Linked DNA regions of Macaca mulatta: region 2 is linked to region 1. The links are chromatin contacts, called in public Hi-C maps. All regions are on one chromosome and are shown on one strand. Each heading gives the region's core, a stretch centred on a gene start, on an enhancer-like site or on the middle of the called end of the contact. The rest is flanking DNA. Distances are from core to core; before and after follow the strand shown. Region 1 holds the start of SLC16A11 (solute carrier family 16 member 11). Region 2 holds the start of ASGR1 (asialoglycoprotein receptor 1).

What was found. Hi-C and Micro-C count contacts between places; a contact is called where the count stands out from the background.
Region 2: a contact with region 1 is called in a Hi-C map of fetal cortex germinal zone, with 5 times the contacts expected there. The contact joins the promoter of ASGR1 here to the promoter of SLC16A11 in region 1. A contact is called at or near these places in 3 of 14 Hi-C or Micro-C datasets (fetal cortex germinal zone, fetal cortical plate and liver).

Annotation. Positions count from the first base shown.
Region 1 is chr16:8,516,253-8,521,734 of T2T-MMU8v2.0, reverse strand. SLC16A11 (solute carrier family 16 member 11) reads left to right here and starts at 2,465. Exons shown (of 5, transcript XM_015118415.3): 1 at 2,465-2,779; 2 at 3,037-3,244; 3 at 3,483-3,626; 4 at 3,790-4,557; 5 at 4,645-4,932. The coding sequence starts at 3,043. The coding sequence ends at 4,874.
Region 2 is chr16:8,661,019-8,666,500 of T2T-MMU8v2.0, reverse strand. It overlaps ASGR1 (asialoglycoprotein receptor 1), which reads left to right and starts at 2,734. Exons shown (of 10, transcript XM_077970163.1): 1 at 2,734-2,969; 2 at 3,505-3,649; 3 at 4,852-4,968; 4 at 5,107-5,202; 5 at 5,281-5,352. The coding sequence starts at 3,580.

The sequences.
Region 1 (5,482 bases), core at 1,216-3,715:
ACCCTTGCACAGCCCCAGTCCCAGGCTCTAGGATACCCTTCTGGCTTCGTAAGCATCCTGCGAAGGTGCTCAGCATCACTTAGCACAACTCCCAGACGCAGAGGGCCCGGTCTTCGCTCTGAGTGCCCTGCATTTCTGCCTCACCATGGGGAGACGGTGATTCGTTTAGCTTGGAGCAGAGTCTTCAGCAGCCTTCTCAGGAGGCAGGATCCCTGCCCTCCCCGGTGGCTGAGGACCTGCTTTCACAACAGCACTCCGGGCTGGGAAACCGGTGGGGCCACTTTCCTAAGGTGTGTCTGTCACCTTAGACCTTCATGAACAGGACGTTTCAAGCAGAGAGCATGACATTTGCAAAAATTGAGGAGTGAGGAAAAGCTAGGCATGTCCATGGAGCAGAGAAGATAGTGGCTGATGGGAGGCTGCAAAAGGGAGGGAGGAGAGACGGTTTGGAACGGTAACCTAGGTCTACCTTTGATTCTTGTAAAAGGCCTGTACAGAGTACAGAAATGTAATTTTTTCCCTCTTTAGGCAGTGGAGAGCCGTTGAAGGTCATGCTGTGTTTTTCATGTTTACAGTTGCGCTCCTTAAGAAGCGTTTTTCTTGTCTTTACAGGCAGATTCTTTCCCAACAATTAGGAAACACTGCCATCATGTGGCTCGGTGGATGCATGATCCCAACTTAGGTTGCTGAATGTTCTATCCTATGTTTAATAATTAAACCAAAGAACACACCTGGGAATTCAAACAGCTGAGGTAAAGAATGTCAACCTGTCAAAAAGGACATTTTCTATAAAGTGTTTCAAAAAATCAATACCTGGGTTCCATGACCTGATTTCTTACTTTGCTTTCAAAATTCTAACCTGGCCAGGCATGGTAGACTGTAATCTCAGCACTTTGGGAGACCAAGGTGGAAGGATTGCTGAAGTCCAGGAGCTTGAGACCAGCCTGTGCAACATACTGTGACCCCCTCTCTACAAAAAATGAACAAATTTAGCCAGGCATGGTGGCGTGGAGCCTGTAGTCCCAGCTACTCGGGAGGCTGAGTTGGAGGATCGCTTGAGCCTGGGAGGTCGAGGCTGCAGGGAGCCATAACGGCACCACTACACTTCAGCCTGGACCAGACCCTGTCTCTGTAAATACATACATACATACATACATACATACATACGTAAAAAATAAAATTCTAACCTAAGTGTTTAGAGATTCTGATCTCAAGAATCCTTTCTATTCCCAGTGACCCCTTATTTTAGAATCCTGTGTTTTCTGTCCCTGCAATGGTTCCGCCCTTTCCAGGGCAGTTTGCATCAAGCTGTATCCAGGATATTTCTCTTAACTGTGCCAGATTTTGTTTCAGTTCCAGGATTGTTCTCCCTGTAGGTCCCACAGTTGGACAGACCTAAATTCAAATATTCACACCATTTTTTCCCTGTGAGCTTCAGTTACTGCATCTATAAAAGAGGCACGACACCAGCCGGGCGCGGTGGCTGACTCCTGTAATCCTAGCACTTTGGGAGGCCAAGGTGGTGGATCACCTGAGGTCATGAGTTCCAGACCAGTCTGGCCATGGCGAAACCCCATCTCTACTAAAAAATACAAAAATTAGCCAGGAGTGGTGGCATGTGCCTGTAATCCCAGCTACTCGGGAGGCTGAGGCAGGAGAATCGCTTGAACCCAGGAGGCAGAGGTTGTGGTGAGCCAAGATCTCGCCACTGCACTCCAGCCTAGGCTACAGAGTGAGACTCCATCTAAAAAAAAATAAATGAATAAAAGAGAGCAACAACTTCTTCATAGGGTTATTATAAGATGAAATGATAGCATGTGTAAACAGTGCCTGGCACATCACAGGTCTTCACTTTGAGAGAGTCCTGTTTCACCCTCTATCCTTGGGGGCCTGTTATTTTATTTATTTATTTATTCATTTATTTTTGAGACAGACTCTTGCTCTGTCGCCCAGGCTGGAGTGCAGTGGCATGATCTTGGCTTACTGCAACTTCTGCCTCCTGGGTTCAAGAGATTCCCCTGCCTCAGCCTCCAGAGTAGCTAGGAATACAGGCTCGTGCCACCATGCCTGGCCAATTTCTTTGTTTTTTTAGTAGAGATGGTGTTTCGCCACGTTGGCCAGGCTGGTCTCGAACTCCTGACCTCAGGTGACCCACCCATATCGGCCTTCCAAAGTGCTGGTATTATAGGCGTGCACCGTGCCCGGCCTGGGGGTCTGCTATTCTAAGCACAGCTCTGGCACTCAGTGGAAGTCTGTGATCTGATATCCGAGGTCTACCTGGTCCTAAGCAATGTTCCTGAAAACAAAACTACTCATCCCCTCAGGCTTTTGGGACCATCCATATTTCCCCGCGTTGGCGGTGGACCCCGGGCTCGGGCTCGCTGGGGTTTGCAATCCACGTGTCTCCCCTGCGCGCAGCAGGCAGCAGGTGCATGGGTGTGAGCAGGGCAGGGCCCCTCGGCATTCATTCCTCTCCACTCCCTCCCCGGGGCTGGGGGTTGTGTGTGTACATAATTCAATCCCCGTGGGACTGGTGTCTGGCCTCACCCGCGGCTTGGCTGATTGGTTGTTTCAGCTCGCCCCCGCCCTCCGTACCCCCGGCGTCCCAGGTGGCTCGGGCCCCTGTGGTGATCTCTGTTTACCGAGAGAGCTTGTCCAAGTTGGGCTCCATCGCTGCTCTCGCTCCCCTTCGGGGCCCCCGCCCGCCTGGGAAGCGGAGAGAAAGCCGGGCCCAGCCCTTCCTCGCCCTTCCCCTCCCCGCACAGCCCGGAGAGGTCGGGTAAGGGGGAAGGAGTGTACGTGGGACGGGGAGCCCCGGGCCTGGGGGATCTGGCTGTCCCCGTCCTGGTACCTCGCGCGGACCCGGGAGTTCCAGCCCTAGGCCTGGCTCCGGCTCCCTCTGCTCTGCGCCATCGCGCTCGGGGTGACCCGCCCACCCCGGGGGAGCAGCCAGAGGCTGGATCTCAGGGATGCCAGCTTCCCAGCGGAAGCACAGGCGTAGAGGCTTCTCTCACAGGTGTTTGCCTACCCCCGCAGACGGCGATGACCCCCCAGCCCGCCGGACCCCCGGACGGGGGCTGGGGCTGGGTGGTGGCGGCCGCAGCCTTCGCAGTGAACGGGCTGTCCTACGGGCTGCTGCGCTCGCTGGGCCTTGCCTTCCCTGACCTTGCCGAGCACTTTGACCGAAGCGCCCAGGACACTGCGTGGATCAGCGCCCTGGCCCTGGCGGTGCAGCAGGCAGCCAGTGAGGCGGGCTCTGAGGCGAGAGACGGGAACGGGGAGGAGGGGCTGTGAGTGGAGGGATGGGAGACCCCCCTGATTACCCGACAACCTGAGAAAGGACGACCGGCTCTAGAAAAGAGTGCATCTTAAGGTCAAGGAGAGGAACCATTAGTTCGAGGGAGGTAAACAGCCAATGAGAGGTGTTGGAGAGAGTTTGGGGGCCCGGGGGCGTGTCTTTTATTGACTCCGCCCCCTTCCAGGCCCGGTGGGCAGCGCCCTGAGCACGCGCTGGGGAGCCCGCACGGTGGTGATGGTTGGGGGTGTCCTCGCCTCGCTGGGCTTCGTCTTCTCGGCTTTCGCCCGCAGTCTGCTGCACCTCTACCTCGGCCTGGGCCTCCTCGCTGGTGAGGGAAGGGGGATGCCCGGGTCATTCAGGGTGAACTGGGGACAGGAGCTTATGGGACTGGGGTAGCGAACGAGGCGAGGGCCTGGTGCGGAGAGCAGGACTGGGAATGCTGGGGAGGGCGTCCCCAGTGCCGGCCCACATCCCCTCCCATTCATTCGCAGGCTCTGGTTGGGCCCTGGTGTTCGCCCCTGCCCTAGGCACCCTCTCGCGTTACTTCTCCCGCCGTCGAGTCTTGGCGGTGGGGCTGGCGCTCACTGGCAACGGGGCCTCCTCGCTGCTCCTGGCGCCTGCCTTGCAGCTTCTCCTCGATACTTTCGGCTGGCGGGGCGCTCTGCTCCTTCTCGGCGCGATCACCCTCCACCTCACTCCTTGTGGCGCCCTGCTGCTACCCCTGGCCCTTCCTGGCGACCCCCCAGCCCCACCGCGTAGTCCCTTAGCTGCCCTCGGCCTGGGACTCTTCACACGCCGGGCCTTCTCGATCTTTGCTCTAGGCACAGCCCTGGTTGGGGGCGGGTACTTCGTTCCTTACGTGCACTTGGCCCCCCACGCTTTAGACCGGGGCCTGGGGGGATACGGGGCAGCGCTGGTGGTGGCCGTGGCTGCGGTGGGTGATGCGGGCGCCCGGCTGGTCTGCGGGTGGCTGGCAGACCAAGGCTGGGTGCCTCTCCCGCGGCTGCTGGCCGTATTCGGGGCTCTGACTGGGCTGGGGCTGTGGGTAGTGGGACTGGTGCCCGTGGTGGGGGGCGAAGAGAGTTGGGGGGGTCCCCTGCTGGCCGCGGCTGTGGCCTATGGGCTGAGCGCGGGCAGTTACGCCCCGCTGGTTTTCGGTGTGCTCCCCGGGCTGGTGGGCATCGGAGGTGTGGTGCAGGCCACGGGACTGGTGATGATGCTGATGAGCCTCGGAGGGCTCCTGGGCCCTCCCCTATCAGGTAAGGACCTGAGCTCGCAGATCTGCCTACAACTATCCTCTGCCCCTGGGGTTAGGGGCTTCTAAATTCCCTTACCCATCTCCTCAGGCTTCCTAAGGGATGAGACAGGAGACTTCACCACCTCTTTCCTGGTGTCTGGCTCTTTGATCCTCTCCGGCAGCTTCATCTACATAGGGTTGCCCAAGGCGCTGCCCTCCTGTGGTCCAGCCTCCCCTCCAGCCACGCCTCCCCCAGAGAGGGGGGAGCTGCTTCCCGCTCCCCAGGCAGTCTTGCTGTCCCCAGGAGGCCCTCGCTCCACTCTGGACACCACTTGTTGATTATTTTCCTGTTTGAGCCCCTCCCCCAATAAAGAATTTTTATTGGGTTTTCCTGAAACCTCCAACTGTTCACCCATCTAGGACCCTGAAAATATTCTACTTAAGACAGCCAGAAAGGCTGGTTCAAAGGAACAGGATCCCAGGAGGCCCTGGGTATGAAGAAGGGCGACTGTCTGTCCAGGCAACCCATTTCTCTTTGCCCAAGTCCTGGCCGGAACAGGGAATCTTTGCAAAGTTGTCTGGCAGCCGGTTTCAGTGTGTTGCTGGGGTTGGAGGTGGGTTGCTCGTGGGTGCTATCTGCCCCATCTTCATGTCCCTTACCCTAGTCCCCAGACCTCCCAGACTAACTCTTCCCTGCATTTCAATCTCCTTCTATGACCCTGAGGGAAATACAAGAATCCTAGGCTCAGACTTCAGTTCTACCAAAGCTATCCACACATCTATAACCTGTGCCCTCAGCATTCTCTCAATTTCTTTTCTTTCTTTTTCTTTCTTTTTTTTTTTTTTTTGAGACAGAGTCTTGCTCTGTCGCCCAGGCTAGAGTGCAGTGGTGCAATTTTGGTTCACAGCAACCTCCGCCTCCCGGGTTCAAGCAATTATCCTGCCTC
Region 2 (5,482 bases), core at 1,485-3,984, 140 kb before region 1:
AGGGCCTGGAAGTTAGTGGCCTGGTACATGGTATTATTTGTTTCCCTTCCATCTCTGACTTCCGTTCTAAAGTTACTTGCTTTGCCAAGTGTGGTGGCACGAACTTGTAATCCTAGGTACTCAGGAGGCTGGGGAGGGAGGATTACTTGAGGCCAGGAGTTTGAGATCAGTCTGGGCAACACAGTGAGACCCTCATCTCTAATAATAATAATAATAGAATAAATGTTATTGGCTTTGGAGGGTGTTTTTTAGCACTGATCCAAGCCCTGCCCCCTAATCAATGAGTTTGGGGAATGAGGGTTATAGAGTAGAAATCAGATTTGAAAGTCTCTTACTCTAGTATAATGTGCAAACAGAAAAATGCACATATCATAAGTGCACAGCTTTCTGCAGTTTTGCAAGCGGAACACCACCATGGTGTAACCAGCATCCAGACCCAGGAGCTGAACTTTTCCATCATCCCCAAGCGCCTCTTGTGCTCTCGGCTAGTCACTATTTCTGCGAGGGAGGCATGGTGGCGGGCACCTGTAGTCCCAGCCACTTGGGAGGAGGAGGCAGGAGAATGGTGCGAACCCGGGAGGTGGAGCCTGGAGTGAGCCAAGATTGCGCCATTGCACTCCAGCCTGGGTGACAGAGCGAGACTCCATCTCAAAAAAAAAAAAAAGAATTTTTTTTTTTTTTGAGATGCAGTGTCTCTCTCTGCGCCCACACTGGAGTGCAGTGGCACGATCTCGGCTCACTGCAACCTCTGTCTCCCAGGTTCAAGCATTTCTCCCACTTCAGCCTCCCATGTACCTGGGACCACAGGTGCCTGCCACCATACCTGGCTAATTTTTGTATTTTTAGTAGAGACAGGATTTTGCCATGTTGGCCAGGCTGGTCTCGAACTCCTGACCCTCAGTTAATCCGCCTGGCTCGGTCTCCCAAAGTGCTGGGATTACAGGCATGAGTCACCGCACCCAACCAGGTGACCACTATTCCGACCGAAATAATGTAGGTTCATTTGCCTGAATAAGCCAGATTGTAAGTGATTATATTAGAGGATGTTTAATTAACAGCCCAACAGTCAACAAAATCATTGGCCATTGTCCCAGCACATGTAAATGACACGGTGGTTGTCAGGACACAGACAAAGGAGGGCACACACAGAGCTGTCACATTTTATGCAAGGGATGTGTTCCTGAATATCTCACATCATTGAAAATTCTCAAAATTCAAGCCTTGTTTTCTCACTGAAATAACTGTAAAGTAGGATTTGGATGACTTCACATTTGGACCTAAAGTGAGACTTATTACCTTTTTTTTTTTGAGACAAAGTCTTGCTCTTGTCACCCAGGCTGGAGTGCAATGGCGCGATCTCAGCTCACTGCAACCTCCGCCTCCCGCGTTCAAGCGATTCTCCTGCCTCAGCCTCCCGAGTAGCTGGGATTACAGGCCTGCACCTGGCTAATTTTTATATTTTTAGTAGAGATGCAGTTTCACCATGTTGGCCAGGCTGGTCTCAAACTCCTGACCTCAGGTGATCCGCCCACCTTGGCCTCCCACAGTGCTGGGATTACAGGCATGAGCCACTGTAGCCAGCTTAAATTTATTATCTTTTTTTTTTTTTTTTTGAGATGGAGTCTTGCTGTCACCAGACTGGAATGCAGTGGCACGATCTTGGCTCACTGCAACCTCTGCCTCCTCGGTTCAAGCGATTCTCCTGCCTCAGCTTCCTGAGTAGCTGGGATTACAGACATGCACCACCATGCCCCGCTAATTTTTGTATTTTTGGTAGAGACGGGGCTTCATCATGTTGGCCAGGCTGGTCTTGAACCTCTGACCTCAGGTGATCCACCCGCCTTGGCCTCCCACAGTGCTGGGATTACAAGCGTGAGCCACTGCGCCCAGCCAAGATTATCTTTAATACTGTCTGATTTCCAAGTGAGCATAATTCAAATTCACATGGCTCTCTCTGAAGCTCCGTGGGGCTGTAAGGGACCATGGTTTAGCATCTCTGGGACACTGGAGCCCAGCTGTGTCAACCGGATGGGATCCTGGCTCTGGGTGTGGTTTTGGGGCCTGAACGCAGTGCCTGAAGTCAGGCTGCTCAGGTTCTAGTGTACCCTTTGCTGCGTCCTTGCAGCATGACCCTGGGCAAGCTCTTACCTTATAGGGCCTTAGCTTTCTCATCTGTGAAATGTGATGTGCTCTGGGGATAATGAGAGAAGTTCATGAACGCGGTGACCTGAGGCACAGAGTAACAGCGAATGGAGGTTTGCTGGCACCAGTCCCAGCGGAGGCTCGCCTGCCTCTCCCGGAACCAAACCGGCCCTCATGCTGCTTGGAAGACTTTACTCCCCAGGAGAGGGAAGCAAGTCAGGCCAGAGCTGGGAAGCCTGGGGCTCGGCCCCGCAGGGAACTGGGGCCTGCAGCTCATGTGCCAGGGTCACAGGCCTGGATTGGGCAAGAGCAGAGAACCGGTTCCTCTGATCCTGTTCGGGGATATTTGGAGACACCAATAGTTCTGGGGAATTTAGAGGCAGGAAGCGAAACGGGGAGGGAGGGGGGATATGGCAAATCCCACCCCAGTGCCTCCTGGCCTGGCACCCCTCCCAAACGGTGCACAGAAGAGTAAGGTGACTGGCCTGTGTGGTGGCAACATGATTTTCCTCCCTGGGCAGGAGAGCAGAGGCAACCCATCCCCCACTCCCGCCCCCACACTCCCCTAAGTCCCAATCCATTTCCACCCCTGTTTACTGTCCAAAGTCCCGGGCACTGGAGATGCCACGTTTGGCGTGCTTGGACACACAGACACGCAGACACAGAGACACCGGGGCCCAGGGCCCTCCTATGGACCCTGCCCGCTCCCACTCCATCGTCCACGGCTGTCCACCCACCCCCATTCTCCAAGCTTCAGCCCCCCTCCTTAGTCCGGCATCTGCACAGCACTGAAGAACCTGGGAGTCAGACCCTGAGACCCCGAGCAAGTAAAACGGGTCGAGAGGCGGCGGGAGGCTGGCTGGGGGTGCAGGGCTGTGGAGGAAAGCCAGGCTGTGTGGGGGGTGCTGGTGGGAAACATCAGAGGACAGATTCTGGATGTCAGGCCTGGGGGTGGACGGAGGAAAGAAGAAGGGTCTCGGCCGGGCGCGGCGGCCTACGCCTGTAATCCCAGCACATTGGGAGGCTGAGGAGGGCGGATTGCCTGAGCTCAGGAGTTCAAGACAAGCCTGGGCAACACGGTGAAACCCTGTCTCTACTAAAATACAAAAAATTAGCTGGGTGTGGTGGCGGGCGCCTGTTGTCCCAGCTACTCGGGAGGCTGAGGCAGGAGAATCGCTTGAACCTGGGAGGCAGAGGTTGCAGTGAGCCGAGATCGCCCCACTGCACTCCAGCCTGGGGACAGAGCAAGACTCCGTCTCAAAAAAAAAAAAAAAAAAAAAAAAAAAAGAGAGAAAGAAAGAAGAAAGGTCTCCATGGAGCCGTCAATCAGATGGGAGTAAAAAGATGGGCCCCTCATTCCAGCTCTAGTCCTCGTGAGCCCCCACCTCAGCCCCAGCCTCAGCCTTGACTCAGTCCCAGCTCCAGCACCAGCCCAACATGACCAAGGAGTATCAGGACCTGCAGCATCTGGACAATGAGGAGAGTGACCACCATCAGCTCGGAAAAGGTGAGGGCCGCCTTGCCCTGCCTCTACAAGGCGAGAATTTGGCGGTTCTCCACCCCCCAACCACAGCTCCTACTCTTGCCCGTGAGCCTGGCTCTCTCTGCGTCTGTCTCCCTCTCCCAACACTGGAAAAAGTGTCGGAGCTGCCCCTCTCAAGAGAGGGGCAGGGTGTGGAGTTGGAGTCCCTTTCTTGGTGACAGCTGCCCAAAGCTTTCCTGTGCCTCCTGGCACTGGGGGTAGACCCAGGGGGTGTGGGAACAGCTGGAAGTTGGAAAGATGAGGTCACTGTTGGCTTTCTATGACGAAGTCAGGCCCCTCTTCCTTTCCCCTTCCAACGCCACCCAGGGAGCCCTGGTCGTGCGTGCGTGTGTGTGCGCGTGTGTGCGTGTGCGCGTGCCTGTGTGTGTCAGTGATCAGTTTGGTGAAGTGGGCAAAGGTTTCTGCGAAGGGTCTGAGGATTCTGTGACGGGGGATGAGGGATCTCTGACCTGAGGGAGAACGACACCCTCTTGCTTCAAAAGCAAATTCCCCTTGACCCATTTCTTTGTCCTCCGAGCAGGCACTTGTTTAGGCTGGGCAAGGCTGAAGATCTTGGGGGATGGGGTGCAGCGCGTTTTGACGGAAGGAGGGTCCGCAGCGGAGGAGAGAGGCCAGGGAGAGCCCCAGGCGGGCCCCCCACCCTCCAACTCTCAGGACACAGGGCTAACGTGTCTCTTCCCCCTGCTGGGTGGAAGACTTGAGGGCCTGAAGGGTAGCTATTGCACCTTCTCTCCCTGCGCGCAGCCAAAGACGAGGGGAATTCACGGACAGAGAAAGAAACCTCCCGCCTTTTCCCACTTTCAGGGGAAGCAGCAGCGGCTCCGAGGCGCGGGTCACTCACTTGCGTTGCAAGGCGCGGGAGGAGGGGGTGGACCGAGGCTCCTGGATTGGCTGCAGTGACGCAGTCATGCCATTAGGTGTCAGCAAAAGCTCAGGGCCTCAGTGGGATGGGGCGGCTCAGCGCTTAGCCCCCCTCCCCAGCCCTCTTTTCTCCCCGATTTCCAGTTGCCTCTGGCCCTGCAGGGTCGCCCACCGCCCGCATTTTTTCATGTGCATGGTTCCTCCTAGACTACTAGGGCCGCCTTAGCTTGCTCCCCTTTCAGGACCCCGGAGCTGTGCCAGGCTCCCCTCTGTCCCCGCGCTCCTGACACCCCCTCCTCTCGCAGGGCCACCTCCTCCGCAGTCCCTCCTGCGGCGTCTCTGCTCCGGCCCTCGCCTCCTCCTGCTCTCCCTGGGCCTCAGCCTCCTGCTGCTGGTGGTTGTCTGTGTGATCGGATCCCAAAGTGGGTGCCCCAGGGGTGGGCAGGGAAGGGGGCAACATTGGGGGGTGTTGACGGGGTACCGTGGCGAAGGAGTGGTGGGTGCGGTGGTGGTGGACACAGCGCTCCCATTTTGTTCTCTCTGCACCCTCTCCTGGCCAGACGCCCAGCTGCAGCGGGAGCTGCGGGGCCTGAGAGAGACGCTCAGCAACTTCACAGCGAGCACCGAGGCCCAGGTCAAGGGCTTGAGCACCCAGGGTGAGGGCGCTGAGGCGGGGCTGGGGCTGGGGCTGGGGCTGGGGGGCTGTCGGGACGCTGAGCGAGTCTCTCCCGCAGGAGGCAATGTGGGAAGAAAGATGAAGTCGCTGGAGTCCCAGCTGGAGAAACAGCAGAAGGACTTGAGTGAAGGTCAGAGAGGGAGTGTGTGTGTGTGTGTGTGAGAGAGTGTGAGAGTGTGAGAGTGAGTGGATGTGTGTGAGAATGAGAGGGAGTGTGTGTGTGAGTGTGTGAGAGTGTGAGTGTGTGGATGTGTGTGAGA